2 separate regions of the Mus musculus genome follow, and region 1 is linked to region 2. A link is a contact called in public HiChIP or PLAC-seq data. All regions are on one chromosome and are shown on one strand. Each heading gives the region's core, a stretch centred on a gene start, on an enhancer-like site or on the middle of the called end of the contact. The rest is flanking DNA. Distances are from core to core; before and after follow the strand shown.

What was found. HiChIP or PLAC-seq counts read pairs in DNA pulled down with a chosen protein or histone mark.
Region 1: a contact with region 2 is called in an HNF4G HiChIP or PLAC-seq map of pancreatic cancer cells. The contact joins two enhancer-like sites. A contact is called at or near these places in 2 of 115 datasets of contacts at active chromatin or transcription factors (memory CD8 T cells and pancreatic cancer cells).

What each region holds. Positions count from the first base shown.
Region 1 is chr15:85,980,380-85,985,308 of GRCm38.p6, forward strand. The region is part of intron 1 of Celsr1 (cadherin, EGF LAG seven-pass G-type receptor 1); the gene reads right to left. Among named protein-coding and RNA genes, the nearest start is that of Celsr1, 51 kb to the right of the region's middle. Within about 2 kb of position 1,917, at least 178 of the 459 cell types and tissues checked have an H3K27ac peak or open chromatin away from gene starts, as enhancers often do. A contact at or near this core is called in pancreatic cancer cells, where this site is marked.
Region 2 is chr15:85,660,609-85,665,379 of GRCm38.p6, forward strand. No RefSeq gene overlaps it. Among named protein-coding and RNA genes, the nearest start is that of D130051D11Rik, 28 kb to the left of the region's middle. Within about 2 kb of position 3,288, at least 37 of the 459 cell types and tissues checked have an H3K27ac peak or open chromatin away from gene starts, as enhancers often do. A contact at or near this core is called in pancreatic cancer cells, where this site is marked.

The DNA.
Region 1 (4,929 bases), core at 667-3,166, 320 kb after region 2:
TCCCCACCGGACTTCAGTTCTGCTTTAGTCTGATCGTTTCCCGCTGTGTCTCCATTCTTCCCTTCTGGAATGGATTGCTTACTCTGCGTTGTTACTGTTAGAAGAAGATAACTTGCTTCTTGACTGTCTGGGGAGCTCATGGTTAAGGGATAACCTGCATCTCAAAAGAGATTCTCCACTCCCACTTTGACACGGTATTGTCCAAGACTATGGGGATTTTCGAAGTTGGACTGAATGTATTTTGCATTATGAGATGGCTGCGAGCCTGTGGGGAAAGGAGCAGAAAGTCCTGCTGTAAGGTGGTATGTTTCTGTGTCAGACTGATAGAGGGTAGACTTGTGATAGACACAGGTTTTCTCTGTGTAGTTCTGGCTGCCCTAAACTTGGTCTGTAGAGCAGGCTGGCTTTGAACTCAGAGATCCACCTGCTTCTGCCTCCTGGGTGCTGGGGTAAAAGGCATATGCCACCATCACCCTGCAGAAAAAAATTTTTTCAATTGAAGAAAATATGATGGGGCTAGACAGATGGCTCAGTGTTTGAAAGCACTGGCTGCTCTTGCAAAAGATGTGAATTTACTTCCTAACATGGTGATGCACAACTGTCTATAAAATTCTACATCTCCATCTGGCCTTGTGAGCGCCAGGCACACATGTGGTGCACATATGCACGTGCAGAAAACTTCCACACACATAAATCAAAAATAAAATTTCAACAGATCATGAACATTCTTAATGACACTGAGAGGTGTTCTTTAAGTGGTTAAGATTATAATTTAAGTATAAAGTTAAACTTTTTTGAAAGATTTATTTATTTTATGTATGCGAGTACATGGTCACTGTCTTCAGACACACCAGAAGAGGGCATCAGATGCCATTATAGATGGTTGTGAGCCACCATGTGGTTGCTGGGAATTGAACTCGGGACCTCTGGAAAAGCAGTCAGTGCTCTTAACCGCTGAGCCATCTCTCCAGTCCCCCAAAGTTAAATTTTTTAAAGAGCTTGATTATAACCCAGGGGTATCACTAGGCTGCATATAGGATTTATACATCTCCAGCTCTGCCTGCCCAACCCCTCAATCCACCTCAGGGATTAAATGTACACCGTCAATTTTTGCCTCGAGTACTGCCTTCGTCACTATCCACTGGCTGTCCCCTTGCCACCTGAGTCTCTGCTCACTCACCTCACTGAGGGCCCTCCACTCTGAGAACCCTCTGACTGCACCAGTCCCTCACTGAGGGTGTCCATGCAAAGCAACCTCCCAGGGTCTCCATGTTGAACACCCGTCCTTCCCCACATTCATGCTTTTGTTCCTGCTTAGGGGTGGCCACGGTCCTACTCATTCCAACTGTTTATGCCCAAGAGTCCCTAAGGACCAAGGACTCTCAGGTTGTGTTCCTGTAATTATCGTTTGCACTGGTGACGTCTAGACCAGTCCCCAGTACTCAGAAGTTTCTAGGTAAGCAAGTGTGGATGAAAGGAGGGCAGACAGCAGGAGCCTACTGTCTCCTCCACTCCAGCACTGACAGACGCACAAACACCACCCAGGGACGGCTTTCCATCGAGGCATGTTTTTGTAGCCGATTTGATCTTGTCACAGTGGTTTGACTAGGACAGTGCTTGCTTCCTGATGGCAATTGTTTCAAGACATTCTTTAACCACACGGGGATTTGTTTGTCCTGGCCTAGGATGTTAAAGGTCATATGACTTTAAGTTAAAAGCCTCCTTTCTTATAGTAGATTGATTGGGTTACCCTGACCCACCGTGAAAGGGGACACCAAGTCTCGGCCTTCACAGGGGGCAGCCCAAAGAGGCACACAGCACAGAAGAACATACCAGAACGAGGAGCCACAGCCTAGAGGCAGCTCTCCTCACTCAGAGAGGAAGCAAACCCAACCACAGAAGCAGCTTTGGGTACTGATGTGTCAGAAGCATGGCCACGCCTACTGCCTGCCCTGGGGCTAACTCCTCCCAGTCTGTAAGCCAGAGGTGTGTGTGTGGCTTCAGTGGTCTGGCTTGGGTTTCTGAGCCAACCTATGACTTAGTAAAGCCTTTGGGGGACACAAGTGTAAATGTCTGTCACCAAGGCCACCACTGAAATGAAGGATTGGCCACCCTGAGATGGAATGCCACACGGTGAAAACAGATAGGGTTAGAAACCAGCGAACAGGGCAGATCTAGATAACATGGCTTTAGAAGGGAGCAAGCAACCCCTTTTACACAAGATAAAACAAGAGTCTGTGTGTGTGTGTGTGTGTGTGTGTGTGTGTGTGTGTGTGTCACTGCTCGGGAGTCCAGAGAACTAGACCTGGCCATTCTCTGCAATGTAGATACTGGCTCTGTCTGGGCCACTGACTTTAAATAAATTCTATTCCAGAACAGCTTCAGAATTGCATAAAATGTGTAGAGAGAGACATCCCAAAGACTATGTGCCCACAATCCCCATTAACCACGTCACTAAATTAGTGGGGGACGAGTATCATCATTTAAGGGCCATATCAGCGCCTACTAACCACAGTTCAGTTCACACTACCCTCAGGTTCCCTGTGTTTTGACTCAGTGTCCTTTTCCTATCTAGGTCCCCACTCAGAACCCCAGGTGACATTCAGGCACAGACCCTCTAGGCTGTGGTGCTGCTGTCTCAGGCTCTCTGTGCCCCAGGTCCTGATGGTGTGAGTGATTTTAAAGGCACGGATACAGAGAACTAACTCTCTTCTCCATGCCTTCTGTTTATTTTGCAGCTAGGTTGGGTGTGCAGGGTCAGTATGCTCAACTTAGGAAAGCTCTGGGCTTAGACAGCTCCCCAGACCAGAGCTGAAGGCTTTTCCTCTGTGTGAGGACAGCGCAGGAACCAACCACAGCCGCCACTGGCTTTGTAGTATCCTAAAGCAGCCTGATGCTTCAGCATCCTCAACCGGCCCGATGCAACATCCACCACCTTCTCAGAAGACACCGCACTCCCTCAGACAACAGGAAGGAGGCAGAGCAGGTGTCAGGCAGAGCACCAGGCTGTAGGGTGGCTGCCAGCAGGGCCTCTCAATGCCTGGAAGAACTTTCCACGTCTCCACAGTGAGGGGTAGAGGCTGTTGCCTGATCCTCTGACATGGATGAGGGGCAGTGGTGAGAAAATAGACGGTATACATCCACAACTGCATCCTGATGCCAAGGGTACCTCTTCACAGCCTAAAGCCCTCCCAGTATGGAATGGGGAGCTGGGGTCAGAGCTACAGCTCTGAAACCCAGTGCAGGTGACATCATTGAGGTTGAGAGGCAGAGTAGCCATCACCAGGAGGGATAGAGGTTGCTTCCCTGAAGCGGACATGCAATGAAGAAAAAGTGGCGGGAAAGCCTGGGAAGTAAGAGGGAAGAGGGGGTCCCTGTCCTCAAAGTGCCGTGACACAACTGTGACCAAGTGTCTAACAACGGCACAATCAGCCACTTCATTCTGAGACCAAGCTCCAGAATCCATAAGTGGGGAGAGAGCTGCAATTCCTATGATTCCCTGCGATCCCAGGGAAGACTGGGAGACTGAGGCAGTAGGATTATCATGAGTTTGAAACCAGCATGGGTTCCAAAGGACGACAGCATGGGACCTAGTTTGGGGACACAATTCACTGGACAAGGGCACCCCAGGTCCGGCATAGGTTGGGGAGCATTATTTAGCATGGACCACATGAGAACGTGAAGTCACAGGGGGACAAGACCACAGAGGCAGGAGACGGAAGTCGTCTGCTGGCCTTGTGTGATTTTGAGGGGAGGCAGGCGGAAGGGAGTTAAGCCCAGGAATGAGTCCTTAGCAGTGTGGACAGGTCCATAAAGGTCTCCTCACTGGCCTCTTCAAACAAGGATAGTACAACACTGAGAGCCGGAGTATGCTGAGCTGAGCCACTCCTACAGCCATACTGAAAGGCCCCAGTGATGGTGGGTAGGGTGGATGGGAGAGCGGCAGGAAGATCCCAGTCCTGCCCACTGGAGACTAGGAGTAGGATAGGTTAGTTTCTAACCTATTAGACAACAAAGCCTGGCGGACAATTCAGTGAGACTTGAATAGAAGCCAGTGCCATCTACCCACTCACTATGGGACCTCATCCCCCTCGCTGTCTCTAAACTGTCATGGCTTTGACACTTAGGGAGAGCCACTACTGCCATCAGCAGATCACTGCCAGATGCTGTACCCCTGTCCCCAGCTCCTGTATTCTCCAGGACTCTATAGGCTCAAAGCACTGGGAACTGTGCCTCTCCCTGGAGCCTGGGAGGGCTTCTGAGTTCACAGGGAGGCTAGACAGCAGGTGGTATTTGGCTCCTGCCCTGAGGGCATCTCCAGGTCCTTTTTTTTTTAGCTGTCTCCTCACCCCCTCAAACAAAAGCTGAAAGTCTTGGGACAAGGTGGCAGGAGCTCTCAGGGTGTGGATGAGGCTCAGGTGGTGGGTGGGGCATGGTCAGGCACAGTAATGGTGGCAGCAAGAACATTGCTTCTGCTCCCTTTGTGAGGAGCAACAGTGACCACCCCACCCCCCTCCCCTTCTCCCCAGCCTCGGGATGGAGACCTGGGGCAGCAGGAATGGTTCCACACACTAATGCCGTAACAACCAGGCCACCTGCTCTGACTCCATTCTGGAAAGACCTATGGTCACCTTGCAGTCAACTGGCAGGGTACCACAGGGGTCTGCAGCTGTATCCGTTGCCAGGAGACCAGAGGACAGAGCTGGTAGCCCTTTCCCCCATCCCCAGCTGGGTCCTGTCTTCACTGGTCTCTCCTAATCCCCTCCCCCTATTCACTCACACTTAGGGCCCCTTCTTGTTTGGAACCCATGCTCTATTTTTCCACTGCTGTTCTGTGGAGCTGGAGAAGGGGTCTCTGCATGGAAGGGGGAGGTGTCTCTCTCCTACTGGTCCCCCTGAATCTTTGGACCAAACCCCAGGCAGCCAGAA
Region 2 (4,771 bases), core at 2,038-4,537:
CCTGCTGGATGGAAAAAAAAACAAAACAAACAAAACAAAAACGGAAAAATTCTGTCACACGTTGAGCCAGAGAAGTGTCAGTGTTCCTTTGGCATGAAAGGCTTGGTGAGACTCCCTGGAGTGACCCCTGCACCGCCAGGGACACCAGGGCTGCGGCCGCACGACTCTGAGCCCTCTGGGTGCAGCCCGAGCCTCAGTTTCCCCAAGGGCGCACCGTGAGCGAGCAGCGGCCTGGGAAGGGCCCGTGCCCCTGGGAGGTCCAGGCTGTGGGTCTGCGCGACCGTCAGGGCGCGACCCTCTAATCCGCTTTAGTCAATATAGTGTGTGCTCTGCTCCGCCGAGCAAACACCGGGACAAAGCAGCGGCCGGCAGCCCGCGACTCCTGACCCCGGGGTCGCGCCCTTTGTTCGCCCTCAATAGGGCTGCCCGCCGCCTGGCCCGCGGCTAATTGGGGCGCGTGCAGCCTTCACAGCCCGTGCCTGTGCACGGCTGGTCTGTACCTAGACACAGACGCAGACCCCAATTTGGACACCCATCCTGGGCACAGACAGGCACCCAGCCCCAGACATCTACAAACGGACCCTGGAGCCTGAGCAAAGCGAAGATTAGACCAGGACCCTGGACACTGACTGACCCTGGGTTCAAACGAGGACTCAGCTTCGGACACTTCTGAACACTAATGCGGACCCGGACCTGGATCCTGGGCCCTGTCCAGGGCAAAAATCAGACCTGGATATTGACACAGACCCAGTTGGGACTGCAGAGTCCATCCTCAGCACCCACACAGACACTGGATTCAAACCTAGACCCGGACCAGAGCTACAGACTTGGACCTAGTCTCTGCCTACAACATGCATGCCTGGCTGTGGCACAGTCCCAGCATCCAAGCGGTCCCCAGCCTGACTGTAGGTTGCACACTAAGCTGCCTTCAGTGCTGCACCTTGAACCCTCCTCTTAGGATCTGGTACCTAGGCATCTTAGCTCATGGCTCAAGTCTGGGGCTGCCTGCAGGAGGTGTGCCAGGCCAATCCTCTTCATTCAATGAACTGGTGCTCCTATGTCCTGCTTAAAGGTCCCAAGCAGGCCTGTGGCCAGGTGAGACATTGGTCCTCTTAGTTTGGTACTTGCCCAGGAGTCATTAAGGATCTCAGGTGGTTGGATGCAGATATGAGAGAGTATTATATTAGTCTTTTGCTAGCCCCTTTCTTTACCAATGCTAGGAAGTCTGTTTATATAGTAGGAAAAGACAGAATTCTCTGTCCAGAAAGCTGGACTCCTCACCCTTCTCCACACAACTCTTCTTTCCCCTCCAAATTACATCTCCAGTGGAGGGTAATGCCAGGTGATGCTAGCATCTCACGCCACGCACACAGCAGGCACTGAATTCAGGCCCGATCACTCCGTAGCCTGTCTCCTTTGTTCTTCCACCCATATTGGACAAGGCTATAATTTTTATCCCGAGAAGCTTTTAAGACTTAACTCCTTGTATTTTGAAAATGGGCTTTATCTATTTTTATAAAAGGCACTTTCTTGTAATTAGGTGCAGAAACAAAACAAGCAAAGGACTCTTAGAAGACGATGCTTTTGAAGATGGCGGAGAGTCCTGCAGCCCTTGGCTCTTCTGGGCAAGGTCTTCTGGCCTGATTTCTCAGTTATTTCAAAGTTTTGTTCCCAACTTTAACTATTGCCAGGCTTTGCCAGGAAGACTTTCAAGATGTGGGTTTCCATTCTGAACGTGTTTTTTGCAGGGTAGAAACTGCCTCCGGGAAGGCCAAGCACTCTGGAGTTGCCAGGACATGCCTTAGTATTGTAGGAAAGGCTCTGGGATGGGGTCCTGCCACGACCAGTAGTAGTGGAGGGAGCTGCGTGGCAACTTTGCCCGTGCTCAATGTGCCACAGCTTGGAAAGGGCACCATATGGAAAAATTATCCTCGTTCTTCAGGCCTTCCCCAAGTCTTCACTCCACCAGTGACCATGGCATTAACCTAGCCTTACTCTTTTCTGAGACAGTTAGCAATCCGCCGTTGATGGTTGCCTTGGTGGGATGCTGAGGATCCTGAATGTGAGGACCCCCAGGAAAAAGTGTTCTGTGACCTTACTGCTCAGAGGAGACCTTCAGGTTTCCCACACATTTGCATCAACCGCTCTTCTTTTGACACTGAGACCATGGGACAAGTACTTGCCAGGCCCCAGAGTGACTGTAAGCAGGCATGGCCCTGGGAACCACTCTGGCTCACTGGTTAAGAAGGCTCTAGTTTCTGGGGGAATGAGGCAGAGCCCTGGAGATATGGTCCCTTAGGTCAGTCCACGTGACTTTCTTATGAGGAGGCTCAAAAGCACGATGAGGAGCACGTGTCTGAGATTTTTATACCTCAAGGCTGGTTTTGAAGAGGTGGTCAGGATGAACCTCAGATGACCAAAGCTGGCTTCAGGCTCAGTTTGGGGAGGTTTGCCCAAGCTGAACCAGCTGAAGGCAGCTCTGGCCTGAGGTTTCAAAGGGATTCTGGTTGTTGCTGTTGTTGTTGTTGTTGCTGCTGCTGCTGCTGCTGCTGTTTTTTTTCTTTCTGGAAACTCCTTTTATCTGTGAAATAAGTCTATATTGGAAGAAGTGAATGGTGATGTTTTCCTTTATTTATTTATTTTTTAAGCGCATATGTGTGACCGGGTTAGGGTCCCAGGTCTGTGTAATATCCAGCCCTGTCAGTATTCTCTGCCTGCTGTGCCTCAGTCTTTCAAGAGGTCTGGTCTTTTTTGTTGTTCCTCTTGAGTTGGGAGGGTCAGATGAGAGGAGGTGGGAGCATGCTGTGTAAGTTATAAGTGCTTGCTGTATACACAGGGATCCCTGTCATGCTATGTACGTTGTGAGGGGCTTGCTGTATACACCAGCAACTCGGTCACTTCTACCTTCTGAGATCCCCGCCCCCCCCCCCAGTGAGGGAGTCATTTGTGATTAAAACACCTAGCAGCTCCTATAGTGTCCAGTGCTTATGGGATAGCAATGCCGTTGTTGACTTGAACCATGTCGAACCCCTCTGTGCTGGCTCTAATGAAGGAGGACTGATCATAGATGAAGAATCTCAACCTCTCCCTTTAAAAATGATAACAAGATGGCCCCGATTTGGGAGACTGGAGTCGATGGTCCTCTGGGGTACCAGATAGCCATTTGTCTGTCCACAGCCTTCACAGTTGTGCCCACCCTGGCAAAGGGAATTGTCCTCTGTCTGAGCCTGAGCATAGGCTACACTCTTTGGCTCTACCTTGAAGCTCTCAGAGTGGCTGAGCCAGGAGCTGGGCTCTCATTCACAAAGCACAGCTTTTATTGCAAGGAAAGCTCTGCTGTATCAGGCCTCTGTCTGTGATCTAGGTCGATTTGGGGGGGGGGGAGGTGTTGGCACAGGTGTAATGAGAAATGGTGTAACTCAGGAGAGGCTACAGATAGGGCCTGCCCTGCACCTGGCTGAGGGCTATCCAATAAGGGCTTAAGATCGCCGTTGGGCCACAGAGGAAACCAAAGTGTTATTGCTACACACACACACACACACACACACACACACACACGCACGCGCGCGTGCACACACGCACACGCACACGTGCACATACATATGGACACACATGCACACACAGACACAGACACACGCGTATGTTACCTCTATGAATCTAACACTTCACGTCCTCAGTATTAAAGTTTGAGGCACCAACAGACTGCCTTAAAGTCTCTTTCAACCTGTCTGCCTTGGAGCGGTTGGTTGTATTTATAATTCTTCTCGTCACATCAAAGAACTCTATGTTTCTTGTAGGCTGTTTGCAGGCCGAGTGTTTTGGTTTTTGGCTACAGCCGGCTAGGTTTTCTGAATCTGTGGCTCCAGGTGTGCGCCGACAGGCTTTTTCCCAGCTCGTGACATTTCCTTGTGAGCCTTGGGGTCCTGCTGTAAATTCAGTGTTCAACCCAGGACAAGTTTCCAAGTTTAAAATTTTGAGAGGGAGAAAAGGAGTTGGCCGTATCCATGTCCACCGCCTCCCCTAGAGAGAAAGTCTTCTGGGCAGAGCTCGGCTGGGAGGCAGATCAGGCTGAGAATTTCCAGTACCGAGCTGAAAAACTGGTTAATGGGTTAGGCATTCACAACGGTGAAGTCTTTCAGTGTGAACTCAAATCCTCCCCTCTGCATAACATGGAGAACTAGGGTGTAACAGTGAAATGTCTGCTCGTGTTTCTGGTTATCTCAAAGTACATTTTCAAAATCTGCATTTGTCATTAAAAGATATATATATATACACACACATATATGTGTGTGTTACATATATAATACACTACAATATATTATATATTACATATATAATATATTACACATATATTATACATTATATATAATATATTACATATACATATTACATATATATATGTATTTCCTAAGAGTAATACCTTTTCATGTCCAGTGGCCTTCATGACCACTTTCTTTTGCTTAAGGAAAATAAACTTCATATTCTTTTGAAAGCAGGAATCACTGTAATAGCCAGAAGCAAAATGAAAGCATTGGGTTTTTTTTTTTCTTTTGAATATTTCTTTTGCAGCAGTTAAATATTCCCTTTCCTTGAGTAAATCCCTAGTTAAGTTATTTCCTCTCTGGCATAAAGGGCATCCACGAAGAATTGGACTTTTAAGTCTGAAGTTGACATTAGATATAATTAGGGAAATGAAGCCGTAGAGGAAATTTCACTGTGCAAAATCATATTTGACGTTTTGAAATAATAAGAGTATTTCAATAAATAAGAA